Linked DNA regions of Mus musculus: all the other regions are linked to region 1. Evidence: chromatin contacts called from public Hi-C and HiCAR-type data. All regions are on one chromosome and are shown on one strand. Each heading gives the region's core, a stretch centred on a gene start, on an enhancer-like site or on the middle of the called end of the contact. The rest is flanking DNA. Distances are from core to core; before and after follow the strand shown.

Region 1 (4,151 bases), core at 523-3,022:
CTGACAACCTGCCTAAAGAAGCCCACAGCGTCTCCTGAGACCTTACATGGTTGCCAGATTCTCCTCTCTCCAAAGCATGGTAAGCTCCCTCTCCCTTCCATGTGGCTCCCTTTTTTCTCCAGGGACTTGAAAGTCCCGTCTGTCCCTTCCACCCAGCAATTGGCCCATGGCTTTCTTTACTGACAGGTCAAGAATCAAGAGGGGAACAGGACCTTAGCATCAAAACTGCCCCCTACATCATAGCTTTTAAATTTAAATATATCTCTTTGGTGATTTTAAAAAAATTACATCTATTCTGTGAAAAAAGGAAAGTTACAATATGCAAAGAAACAAAAAAACGAAGCAAATGAGAAACATTCTGAGTCTACTCTGCATTAATGCATACATGCAACTTAATACATATTCTGCCAGATTTCTTCTAATGTATGTTAATGTCTGGATGCAAAAACTCCATATAGATAGAAAGCACAAATAAGACCATCTGTAGTCATTTCAACAATTACATTATTATTAATATTGTAAAGATTTATTTTCTATTTTTACTTATGTGTTTGTATGGGCATGCACAGATGAGCATAGATGACCATAAATATGACTGGAGGCATTGGATTCCCTGAAACTAGAGTTATAAATGGTTGGGAGCCACCTGATGTGTTGAGAGGAGCACTTGGGTCCTCTGCAAGAACAGTTAAGCACTCTGATCTGCTGAGCCATTAATCTAGCCCTGCATTTTACTTAGTAAAAGATCTGCCTTTTGTTTTGGTTTTGTTTGTTTCTTCCCCTTCCCCCCTCCAAACTCTCTCATATACAACATCCCTGCTCTTCCTCAAATTCTTGGCCTCTTTTTCATTAACTGTTATTACATGCATATATGTATATAGATATTCCTATATATATCCTGTTCACTCCATATAATGTTACTTGCATGTATGTTTTCAGGGCTATTTGGCACTGGACAATGGTATGCTCTTCACTAGGGAAGAGCACCTCTCCCAATCCAGGTTTCCACAGTAGTCTATAGTTCTTTCTGTAGGGTTGGCACCTGTTCTACGTATACTATGGCTATTAATTCATTTAATTCTCTGAAGCCATACATGCATCTATCTCTCCAGCACCCTTTCTGGGCTTCCTTGAGAACAGCGTGGTTACTAGCCTCACATCTTGCTTTGAGTTCATCTGACACACTCCAACATAAGCACGTGATGAATGGCTCACAGGAAAGGGTTTCAAGGCAGTGCCTTAGATAAGGCTGGCTTCTAGGAGCTACTCTACAGAGAGAAACCCTCATCCCATCCATTGGTTAACTGAGCTCCCTCCCCTACCCATAGAGCCTTGGTAAGCTCTGCCTCAAAATGAACTCCAGCCTTCTACATGAACTGGTCCTTGTGCTTATAGACATACATCCTAATTACACAGGAAATGCAGAAGGCAAATAGGCATTAGCCTACCACCTAACCATCTATGAGTTCTGTTCTCTACACTACTTGTTGGACTAAAACTAATAGGAAGAAGCATCGTAGGAGGACTTTCTGTTCCTGTTCAGAGAGGCTTTACTGACCTGCACACAGGGCTGAGATTGAAACCAAAACACTAGTGTTGAGTGCTGCGGGCCACCTCAGAAGAGACTGAGAAAAAGATGTGGTGTTCTCTGCGGAGACAGGCTCAGAAACATCCTCATGTGGCCAGAAAAAACTGCCATTATAGAGAAAGACCGGAAACTGTCATGGGGCCTAACCCTTCTTTGTGCTTGCCCTCTTTGTGTGGGTGGAGTGCTGTCTTGAGCAAGTAACCTCAGCAAATGAGGAAAGTGACAGTCAAAGGCAGAGCTCATTGACCCAGACAGGAAGGAAGGACCAGATTTTCCAGATCCCCTCATCCAGTGAGGGCCAGGGGTGGAACTGGGCTTCCGTAGAGCATTCCCTGCAGCCAACCTTATCTCAGACATAGCCTTTGAAACCCTTTCCCATGATCCAACCACTGTACATGCACATTTTCACAAACACCATGACCTTTACTTCACAGAACCTGGGGAAAGCCAGAGCACACGTTCCCACTTTGAAGTGCTTCAGCACACAGGATCACATGGCTAGCTCACTGCAACCTGAATCATTTTTTCCAGATGTAGTGAGAGGGAAGGCAACCAGTTAATGTCATGGGGAAAGTCCTGGATTCAATTGTCAGTCAGAGGCAGGCTAGTCATAACAACTGCAGCTGCTGGTAGTCCTGCCTCCTCATAGAGTCTTCTCCTCTGTGATAGGCCAGGGCAGAATCCAGGTCTGGCACTTTGCACAAAAGATGCATGCACTCTTAAGGTAAAAGAGTGCATAGGATTTACTTTAGAGATAGAGTCAAACTATATAACCTAGGCTAGCCTCAAACTTGCAATCCTCCTGCCCCTCCCCACCGCCCAGAGTTAGAATACAGGTAGGGACAACACACTGAATGTGAGAATCATTATCGGCAATGCCCTCCTCCTCCTCCTCCTCCTCCTCCTCCTCCTCCTCCTCCTCCTCCTCCTCCTCCCCCGCCCCCATCCTCCTCCTCTTGTTATTATTGTTGTTGTTTTTAGGCAGGACCTCTCTACATGGTCTGAGCTGTTCTGGAATGCCTATGTAGACCAGGCTGGTCTTGAATTCACAGAGATCCACCTTCCTATGCCAATGAACTAAGCAGGGCTCAAGAAACGGCTCAGCATTAAGAGCACTGACTGCGCTTCCAGAGGACCTAGATATGGATCCCAACACCCACATGGGGAGGCTCATAACTGTCTCTAACTCCAGTTCCAAGGGGTACTCTTAGGCACTCCATGCACACTAAAAAGGCAAAGCACTCAAACACATGAAGTAATCTAAATCTAAAAAGAATGGAGGGAAGAAGACAGACAAAAGCAACCTACTGGTGAAAGAGGTTTGGCTCACAATCTGAGGCTACTGCTCTTCATGGTGGGGGAAGTCAGGGTACCAGGAGCCTGAGGCAGTTGGTCACAGGACACTTGCAGTCATGAAATAAAGAGGAACAAAGGCTTGTGCTCAGCTCTGTTCTCATTTTTGTTTAATTTTATTTTATGAGTGTTTTTCCCTTCATGTTTGTCTGTGTACCACACTTACACATGGCACCTGAGAAAACCAGAAGAGGTCCTTGGATCCCCTAGAACTGGAGTTCTAGATGTGAGTTCTGGGAACCGAACCCAGGTCCTCCAAAAGAGCAGCAAGCACTCCTAACCACTGAACCATCTCTCCAACCTCTCATTTCTCCTTTTAATACAGTCCCAGGTCCTATCACAGGGAATAGTGGGATCCACACAGATCTTCCCACCTCAACAAATTGAATCAAAACAATCTTCCATAGGTGTGCCCACCTCAATGGATGGTTCTCGATCTCATCAAGTTGACAACTGAGATCACACATCACACCAGCTTTGCCCTGTTCCACTGAGATGTGGAGTAAATGAGTCGGGAAGCCACCAAAGCATGGAAGGGCAGAGCCATCAGAAGCCACTGGACCACGGAGCTCTTTCAAAGAAAGAGTAGCTGCTGGTTGTCTTGGGCACCTGCATTAAACAGTTCCTGCAGGGTCCTGACTGCCCTAAACGGCTGTGTTTCCCTTCTTAGCTTGGCCTGAGCCAGATGTGTGGTGGGCGTAAACAGTGTTCTCACACAGGAACCCTGCGCAGCACACCTGCCTCTCCCCCTGCTTTGTGGCATAGCAGAGATCGTTAGTCCTGCATCTCATTGGTTTTCTGCTTTCTCCTTATGACACATTTTTGTCGGAGTTTCAGGAAAGCACATGGAGTCTTCTTGATTCCGTTTCTTCTCTCTGCCAGGCTGATGTTCTGTGCCTTGCCTATTCTCTCCAGGGATGGAACAAGGCCAGGGAACCTGGGATCACTAGATGTCTGTCCTGTCCCCTCAGGACTTGGGGGTTAGGTTTCAGCAATCTTCAGTAGTGGGGCCTCAGTTACTGCTGACCCCTGGCAAAAGTAGAAGCCATGTCTATCCAACCCTTGAAGAGAAAAGCTCAGCTGAGCTTTCTCCCCTGGTAGCCCTAACCTTGGTGTTCTACATCAAGGAAATTCTAGGAGTTGCCTTGGCCTTCGAGAATAACATTGTGCTCCCAGAGAGTGACTGTCTCTGATAGTTCACACTGCTCTC
Region 2 (4,151 bases), core at 631-3,130, 140 kb after region 1:
AATTATGTAAAATAAAGGAGGATATATGTAAGTCACATGCAAATGCTACACAACTTCATGAAAAGGAGCTGAGCGTAGGTGTTGGGTATGTGCAGGGACATGGTGTCCTAAGGGCAGTCTTCTCAGAGACAGACACATGTGTGCACTCACTATTGCCAGAATAAAAAGTAGATGGCCTATGCACGGACCAGAAAAGCTCCGAGTCCACCTGCTACTCCTCTCTTGACTTTTTTTCTCAGCACACTTTGTTTCCTTTGTCCTGGGGGAAGCACAGGCACATTTCTATAGAGAGCACAATTGACTGACTAGACTTCACAATTAAATAAGCCCAAGCCCATTGCTACAATTAACACTATTCTAAACTAAATGAGTAAAAGGGATTCTAATTTTCTTAATTAACAAAGCACCTTTAATTAAAATCAAATGGAATTACATTGGAAAAGAAACAAAAAAAACCTAAAGAACAGCATGTGTGAAGAAACCAGCCAGCTAAAGGGACTGTGCTTACCATTGAGAAGGAAAATACATTTCTAGTGCAGGATATAATGAAAGCCCTTATTTGATTATTTTTCAAAAATAAATGTGATAACTCAGTGGTCTGGATAGTCTCTAATTACCAGTTTGTTTCCCCTCTTCCCCACTCAAAAAACCATAAGCCAGGCCACCTGAAGTCTGATTTAGCAGGAGCTGGAGCAGGAGCTGGATAGCTTTAAGAGAATCTGCATAGACACTAAAACCACCTGTTATGTGATTAGCGACTCCAGAGGTGAGCAGCACTGGCTCGTGAATAATCAAGATCCAGTTGAAAATGATTTGTGAGCTTGAGGCCAGAGATGGCACACATGGTCTTTAGGAACAATGCATCGATATGGTTAAGAGATTAGGACTTATCACCTCCCATACTGGATTGACTACACAAATAACAGGATAGGAAAGGTTTGGTGTGCACCCACTAACCTTGGCTCCTGCTCTTTGTGTCTCTATCATTGCCTGGGAGACTGCAGTCAAAACTGTCCGACTCTGCCCTTTTGAGACAACTGCAAAGACATGTAGCTGCTTTTTTAAACTCTGTATATAACTGAAAACATCAAAATGTTCACATGATTCTACCTCTAAAAGTGATTTTAGGGTTACCTCAGCAAACTCTGTTAAATAAAAGTAAAATAAGTGTATGAAAATACACAATTTACAAAGGGAAATTGAAGCTGGACTCACCTGTCCATTTTTTCCAAATTCCAGCTCTATTATGGCAACAGGGCTGTGTATCTGAGTTGAGTGCCGTGACTGAGACTTGCCATCGACTCTCCAGCTCAGGCCCCGAAGGCCGTTGTCCCAGCGGCTCTGCTTCATGAGACTCTCTCGGATTTTTATCTTGTGGCTCTTCCAAAACTTGGAGATGACTGCAGCTTGCTCACTGGTGATGCCACCTTGCTTTTTGGTTTGAGCAGTCAGGAATGCCTCTAACTGGTTGAAATCCATGTCTGCAGATGCAATAGACTATAAAGATAAAAGAAAAAGCAATATATTTGAACTTGGTAGATAACTAGACAAAGCTAGCTGCCTAGCTACAGAACATATTTTGATTGAACTTAGTTTCACCAGGACTCCTCTCGGATAGCCTGCTGTTGCCCTGTGTCATGGAGATCCTGAAGCTGTGGGTCTGTAGGACCGGCCCTGAATCTGGGCCTAGGTGGTAGTTAAATGGATCAGACTGCTAGTTCTCCCACACACCACCACCAGAGCTAACTCTCTGGCTGGCCAGGCAAGGCTCAGAGCCAGCTCTTCAGTGATCAGTGGGGCCAGCTCTCCAGAGCCAGCTCTCCCAGGCTGCCTAGGTAAGGGGCAGGGGCAGGATCAGCTCTCCCATGTGGGCAGGGCGCCACTGTGTGGTAGCAAATCAACACCACCTCCGGAGGCATGGTCTTTGGTGAGTCCAGACATGACCCTGAGCAGCAGCACAGGCATGAGACATCACCATGGTCTCAGATGGCAATGCAGGCCTCTCTCACATCAGGCTGTTCCTCACCGCCAGCCTGTCTCCAGTTCTCTCTTCATAGTCACAAACTTCTTACCTTCTCTGTCTCTCCCATCTCTGCAACTACATACTTGCTCATTGCAATGGCACCTACTGGGCCCACACTGCTAGCCTGTGGTCTGTGGCTGTCTTCAATCCAGCCCATGCTGCACAGCCTAGACATCTATTACTTCTATTGAGTCTCATATTCTAGTTTCCATTTCACAGACAACATGGTCGTCAGAAGCACTAAGTTTCCATAAAACCAGAGAGCCAAAGAGTCCTAACTGTTGAGCCATGTTTCTCTGGCTGGTTGTCCTAAGTGACTGCACACAGATATGGACACTGGCATCGCTGCTGCTGCTGCTGCTGATTAAAAAGTCAAACTGATTCTTTCTACCATCAATGATATAAAAATGTTACCACCCAAGGATTAGCTATTAAAGCTTTATTTATATCCCTTAGAGAGTGATTTTCATCTTTTCAAGATTTAGCTGTTACAAGTGAGAAATATGTATTGTTAGACGTAAGCCAACTAGTTTAGTTTAACAATTTGCAGGAAAGTTGAGAAGGTGGTGTAAATCAAACCAGTGTGCCAAAACTCGTAACACTGTTATCCATAGGCAAAAAGGAGCCACCAAATGCTGGACACATGGATAATTATGATGCAAAGCTAAATCTGAGGACAAAAGTAGCTGAGGCGAAGTGGGAATCCCAGAAGCTTCCTTCCTTGGCCAGATGTTGCTGTAGGTACACCAAACCAGGTTGAGGGCAGCTGCAGTCGCACAGGCCAAGGACAGCTACAGATCTACTGTTGTTGATGTCTCTATTAATATAAAAGTTGTGTGGACGGATTGGTGAGATGGTTCAGTGGTGAAGATCACTGGCTGCTGCTGTTCTTCCAGAGGTCCTGAGTTCAATTCCCAGCAACTACATGGTGGATCATGACAATCTGTGAAGGGATCTGATGCCCTCTTCTGGCATGCAGGTGTATATGCAGAGAGAGCATTCATACATTAAAAAAAAAAAAGTAAAAAAGAAAACAAAAATGATAATGATAAAGTAAAATAAATAAAAATTTAATTTTCTTTTTAAAATTGTGTGGCAAACACCCAATCATCCTGATAGATTATTTCACATTACAGTTGAACACATTTACTGCTTAATTGCCATATTACATAGAAATAGAAATATTACTTTTAAGACTAGCCTGATGGCTCATGACTATAATCTCAGCACTCAGGACATAAAGTCAGGAAAATAGCCAAGAATAAATCTGGCCTGTTTATATAAGTTCTAGGGCAGGTAGAGCTCCATGGCAAGTCCCCAAGGAGAGGGAATGATTACTGAGCATGTTATACTAGAATTGAGTTAAATATTCCTATTAGCATCTTCTTTTACGACACTGAAACTCTGTACCATTTCTGCCTCATTCCACTCTGGGATTTTACTCTGGGATGTGTGTGGGGATGCGCCCCTGTACCGACAGTCTGAAAGCAGTAGCAGCACCCACATCCTCAGCTCACCAGGAGTTCCATGACAGCATGTCTTATTCTGACATAACTCTGTCTAGAACATAAAAGCTATTTTGGTTGAGTTTCAATCAGTATCTTGATCTGGGGTCAATCCATCCTTTTCTTAACACAATTCAAACATAAACGGGGAACCAACTTAGAATTGAATTTAAAAAGTCATGCATTCTCATTTAATACCAGTTTTTTAATTCAAGAAAGGCCCACATCAGCTTCATTGCAGTTTTCTTCTCATTTTTAAACATATAAAAATGTAAAAAGCATTCTCAGCTGGGAGGTACATGCTTTTATCCCAGCATTCAGGAGGCCGAGGCAGGAAGAGACAGCTTGGTCTACAGAGTGAGTTCTAGGCAGTCAGGACTATACAAAAACAACAACAACAACAACAACGAAACACTATCTCGAAAAACAAACAAGAGGCAGGCAGATTTCTGAGTCCAAGGCCAGCCTGGTCTACAGAGTGAGTTCCAGGACAACCCTATACAGAAAAACTGTCTCGAAAAAACAAAAAACAAAAACAAACAAACAGCAAAGAACGAAAACAGAAATAATTCTCGGCTTATGAACTATACAAGGACAGGAAACATGGTCAAGCCCTGCTCAAG
Region 3 (4,151 bases), core at 1,229-3,728, 140 kb before region 1:
TCAGACACTTCAGAAGAGGGAGTCAGATCTTGTTGGTTGGATGGTTGTGAGCCACCATGTGGTTGCTGGGATTTGAACTTCCAACCTTTGGAAGAGCAGTCGGGTGCTCTTACCCACTGAGCCATCTCACCAGCCCAGTCATCTTTTCTTTATTGGAGTGCACATGTGCACACATATGCGCGTGTGTGCATACGTGTATGTGTGTGTGTGTGTGTGTGTGTGTGTGTGTGTGTGAGATCTGTGCACATATATGGAGGCCAGAGGTCAATACTGGGCATCTTCCTCCATTACGTTCTACTTTATTCTGTGAGGCAGAGTCTCTTACAGAGCCTGAAGCTCACCATTTCAGCTAGACTGACTGATCACTGAGCTCCAGGGCTTTGCTGCCTCTGCCTCCCCGGTGCTGGTTTTACAGACACTCACACCATGCCTGGCCTTCCTATGAATGCTGGGGATGCTACCTCAGGTCCCCATGCTTATGCAGTTGAGCCACCATTCCAGCCCTGCTCAGTCATTTCTGTGTGAATCTCTTCAGCTTACTCCTCAGCCTGCTTGAATCAGGCTTCTGCTAGCCCTATCCCATTCACATGTTCTTTACCAGACCACCCAAACCACAGTGAATAAGTGACAGGTTTCAGCCAGCTGTGGTGGCGATCACCTTTAATCCCGGCACCTGGGAGGCAGAGGCAGGCGGACCTCTGACTTTGAGGACAACCTGGTCTATAGAGAGTGAGCTCTAGAGCAGCCAGGGCTGCACAGAGAAAGGCTGTGTTGGAAAAACAAACAAATTGTCAGTTCTCTGTGCCTCTGCTTATGTTCACATGTAAAAATTACTGGCTTTGTGTTTAAACACTGTTCATCTTGCTCACAGCCATCTGCCCTGTGCTCTTCCCTCACACCTGTCTCTCTGTCTGTCCCCTGCGCTCTTCTCTCACACCTGTCTGTCTGTCCCCTGTGCTCTTCTCTCACACCTGCCTATCTGTCTGTCCCCTGTGCTCTTCTCTCACACCTGTCTATCTGTCACCAGCTCTATCATTTTCCTCCATTCTTTGATGAGCTTTACTTCCCCAGTCCTGAGTTTAGAGTAGACCATCCTTAGCAACAAGGACTTTTACTCTCATATTTTTGCTTTCAAATGTTACCACATCTAAACCTCATTCTGAATCCCAGAACAATAGATCTTCAAAGTTTCTCCAAACCAGGGCTGGGGGCGTAGCTCAGCAGTAAAGCACACGCCTGGCACATACCAAGCCCAAGTTCAATGCTTCAGGTCACAGCTCTGAGGTGTGTGGGGCTGGAAATAAATAGATAGACTTTCCTCAAAGTAGATTTGCTCCAAATTGAAGCCACTGTCTTGTTATTAAGCTCTGTTTCTCTGTCTGGGTTATATTTCCTGTCTGATGCAGTCCCAGGGTAATGGTCCTAACAGATATCACACTGTGATATCACCCTGGGGGTTCCTGAAGAGGAAGCGGACCCTAGCCTTATAAGACTTTCTAGATTTGCTTGGAAATCATGGTGTCAAGAGATTCAGAAGACACTGGACTTAGAGAGGAAATCTAACTGCTCTCCCTTTCAGACTCTGTCCTCTCAGAAGTCTTTGTCCCCCCAAATAGAAAACAGAGAAATGACGCTTCTCCTTTGAATCTATGATGCTGACCTTGGGTGGGAAGAGCAGAAGAGCACAGGGTTCTAAAGACTGAGTTCAGTCAGAGCTCCCCCAAATTTTCTCATGTGCTCTGAGAACATAAATGAAGCCAACTCATTGCGCAGTCTGCTTTGGAGTTTTAATCTTTAAGAGCACACTTCCTTCCTGTATTTCTAGTAACCACTATTTCAGTCTTCCCTGGAAACACCACCAGTTACCCTGATTCTCTTTCCACAAGAACTGTCATAAAATAGAACCATGGGAAAAGCTAGTTTGACTCCTTTGCCCTCTGAGATGAGCTGGTGGCAAGAACCTGGGCCAAGGAGGGGAAGCCAGTGCCTCTTAACCGCTTCTTCCATGTCAAAGAAAAACAAACCGAACTCAGGATTATATAAATGTTTTGTTAGTAATCCTCAGGGAGGGGTCATCCTTGGAATGTTCTCATATTTCAGGATGGAGCTTTAAATATAAGACCACTGAATGAGCCTTTACACAGCATTATGGTTTCCCAGAAACTATTGAGTTACATGCTGATATGTTTGTGATGTTTTTCCTAAAGAGGTCTATAATTTCTATCAAATTCTCAAAAATCCCTCAAAGGTAAGCATTGCTCAAAGGATAATCTGTAACAAATCACCAGCAAGAATGGTTTTACTCAAAGGATAATTATGTTACTACTGTGTAACAAGTCAGCAAGAAGGACACCAACGCCCCTGCATTGCTACCTCATGGTCCCAGTCAAGCAGTGATTTAGCTGAGTGACTGCTCAGCTAGATCTTTTCTGCACCCAGAAAGTCAGCTGAGGTTGCTGTCATCAGAAGACTTCTTTCCAAGATGGTTCACCCACATGGGTTTTGACAGAAGGTCTCAGTTCCTTGCCACACAGACCTCCCCAAGGAACTGCTTGGGTATCCTCACATGACAACTGCTGTTTTCCCCACCCCTGCTCCATTTCCCCAGCAAGTAAGCAAAAGAGAAAGCAGAAAAAGCCTTCCAGGACAGTTTTGAGAGTCCTAAAGGAAAATGTTGTTAATTCTTCCACAAACTATGCTATGAAAAAGACAGCTCACTCTCATTCTCTAGGGGGGATTTGGTTCCACTTTGAAGTGGTAAGTATCAAAGAACTTGTAAACGTATTTCTGAATTACTAAAAAAGTAAATAAATCATACTTTATAGAAAAAGAAAATTCATACTTGCACACACCCATGCACACACACGCGCACACACACACACACACACACATTCTTGTCATTTATTAGATAAAAGTTTATGAGCAGTCAAGAACAGAAAATTAAAAGATCCACTTTGTGGGCTCTGTGACGTCTTACTTTGTGTTCTTTTAAGTGATCAACTATTACGTAACATGAATGGCCCACTGAAGAGGAGTCAACATATTAGAGGCTGTATTTTGTTATCTTTATGGTCCATATCAGTGTATCAGTATGTTCTCCTATTGCTTCATTAATATACATGTGATAGGCTGACATTATTTGAGAGAGAGAGAGAGAGAGAGAGAGAGAGAGAGAGAGAGAGATTCACTTATATGTCAGACAATTCCAGGTTAAGATGCTGGCATCTGCTTGGCTCTGATGTGGAATCCATGGCAGGTGGCACGTGTATATGCAGGAGGGCAAGATCATATCACCAAACAGGAAGCTACGGAACATAGTGTCCTGTGATCTCTCCTGAGGGCATGTTCCCAGTGACAACACCCCCTACTAAACTCCACTCCTTAAAGGCCCATACCGGCTCACAAGATTGCTATATAAGGGGCTAAAGTGATGACTCAGTGATTAAGAGCATGTGTAGCTATTGCCAAGGGCCTAGAATAGGTTTCCAGCACCCACATAATGACACACAACTGACTGTAACTCCAGTTCCAGAGAAACCAACACTGTCTTCTGTCCTCGGTAGGCACCAGGCATGCATGTGGTGAATATACATGTATGCATGCAAAGCACTCATTCACATAAAATAAAAATAAATCTAAAATTTAAAAATTGCTATACAAAAGCCCAAGCCTCTAACACATGAAGTCTTAGAGGGCACATTCAAACATGTCAGTCATCGCACCAGAAACCTTATATAGATATGATGCCCAGGGTGACAGTTGAATTTAGGATTAAAAGTAACATACTGATTTTTCTCTCCGGGGTCTCTCTGAGGCAGGTCTGCACAGGAGTGCTCAGGCTGAAGAAGCAACACAGCTTCTTGGACACAATCCTATGGGGCCCTCATCCTCAGCCAGGAGGTGGAGCTGATCCTCAGTCCTCTGTGCAGCTTCCCTGCCAGAGGAGAGCTTGCCTCCAGGGAGGGTTCTGACCCTAGAACTCAGGTGAGATCGCCATTTTCTCTCTGATGTCTCTCTGAGGCGGGTCTGTGCAGGAGAGCACAGGCAGCAGAGCTTCTAGGACAGGTCCTACATGCCTACATCTGCAGCCAGGAGGTGGGGCTGTTCCACAACCCTCAGTGCACTGGTCTTGCCAGGAGAGAGCTGGTCTC

What was found. Hi-C and Micro-C count contacts between places; a contact is called where the count stands out from the background. HiCAR-type assays count read pairs that join an accessible place to other places.
Region 2: a HiCAR-type map of Th17 cells shows a contact between it and region 1, with 4 times the contacts expected there. The contact joins two enhancer-like sites. A contact is called at or near these places in 2 of 15 datasets of contacts at CTCF or cohesin (CD8 T cells and large pre-B cells), 15 of 484 Hi-C or Micro-C datasets (CD8 T cells, the HL-1 cell line, the HPC-7 cell line and 9 more), 10 of 115 datasets of contacts at active chromatin or transcription factors (CD8 T cells, Th17 cells, bone marrow-derived macrophages and 6 more) and 3 of 9 other capture datasets (adipose tissue, embryonic stem cells and liver).
Region 3: a contact with region 1 is called in a Hi-C map of bone marrow-derived macrophages, with 49 read pairs. The contact joins two enhancer-like sites. A contact is called at or near these places in 1 of 15 datasets of contacts at CTCF or cohesin (large pre-B cells), 6 of 484 Hi-C or Micro-C datasets (bone marrow-derived macrophages, cerebral cortex, large pre-B cells and 2 more), 8 of 115 datasets of contacts at active chromatin or transcription factors (CD8 T cells, bone marrow-derived macrophages, embryonic stem cells and 4 more) and 2 of 9 other capture datasets (bone marrow-derived macrophages and embryonic stem cells).

Annotation. Positions count from the first base shown.
Region 1 is chr11:22,812,404-22,816,554 of GRCm38.p6, forward strand. No RefSeq gene overlaps it. Among named protein-coding and RNA genes, the nearest start is that of B3gnt2, 45 kb to the right of the region's middle. Within about 2 kb of position 1,773, at least 106 of the 459 cell types and tissues checked have an H3K27ac peak or open chromatin away from gene starts, as enhancers often do. A contact at or near this core is called in Th17 cells, bone marrow-derived macrophages and macrophages, where this site is marked.
Region 2 is chr11:22,955,196-22,959,346 of GRCm38.p6, forward strand. It overlaps Commd1 (COMM domain containing 1), which reads right to left. Exons shown (of 3, transcript NM_144514.2): 2 at 1,216-1,497. Among named protein-coding and RNA genes, the nearest start is that of Zrsr1, 15 kb to the right of the region's middle. Within about 2 kb of position 1,881, at least 60 of the 459 cell types and tissues checked have an H3K27ac peak or open chromatin away from gene starts, as enhancers often do. A contact at or near this core is called in Th17 cells, where this site is marked.
Region 3 is chr11:22,673,448-22,677,598 of GRCm38.p6, forward strand. No RefSeq gene overlaps it. Among named protein-coding and RNA genes, the nearest start is that of Gm40816, 21 kb to the left of the region's middle. Within about 2 kb of position 2,479, at least 24 of the 459 cell types and tissues checked have an H3K27ac peak or open chromatin away from gene starts, as enhancers often do. A contact at or near this core is called in bone marrow-derived macrophages and macrophages, where this site is marked.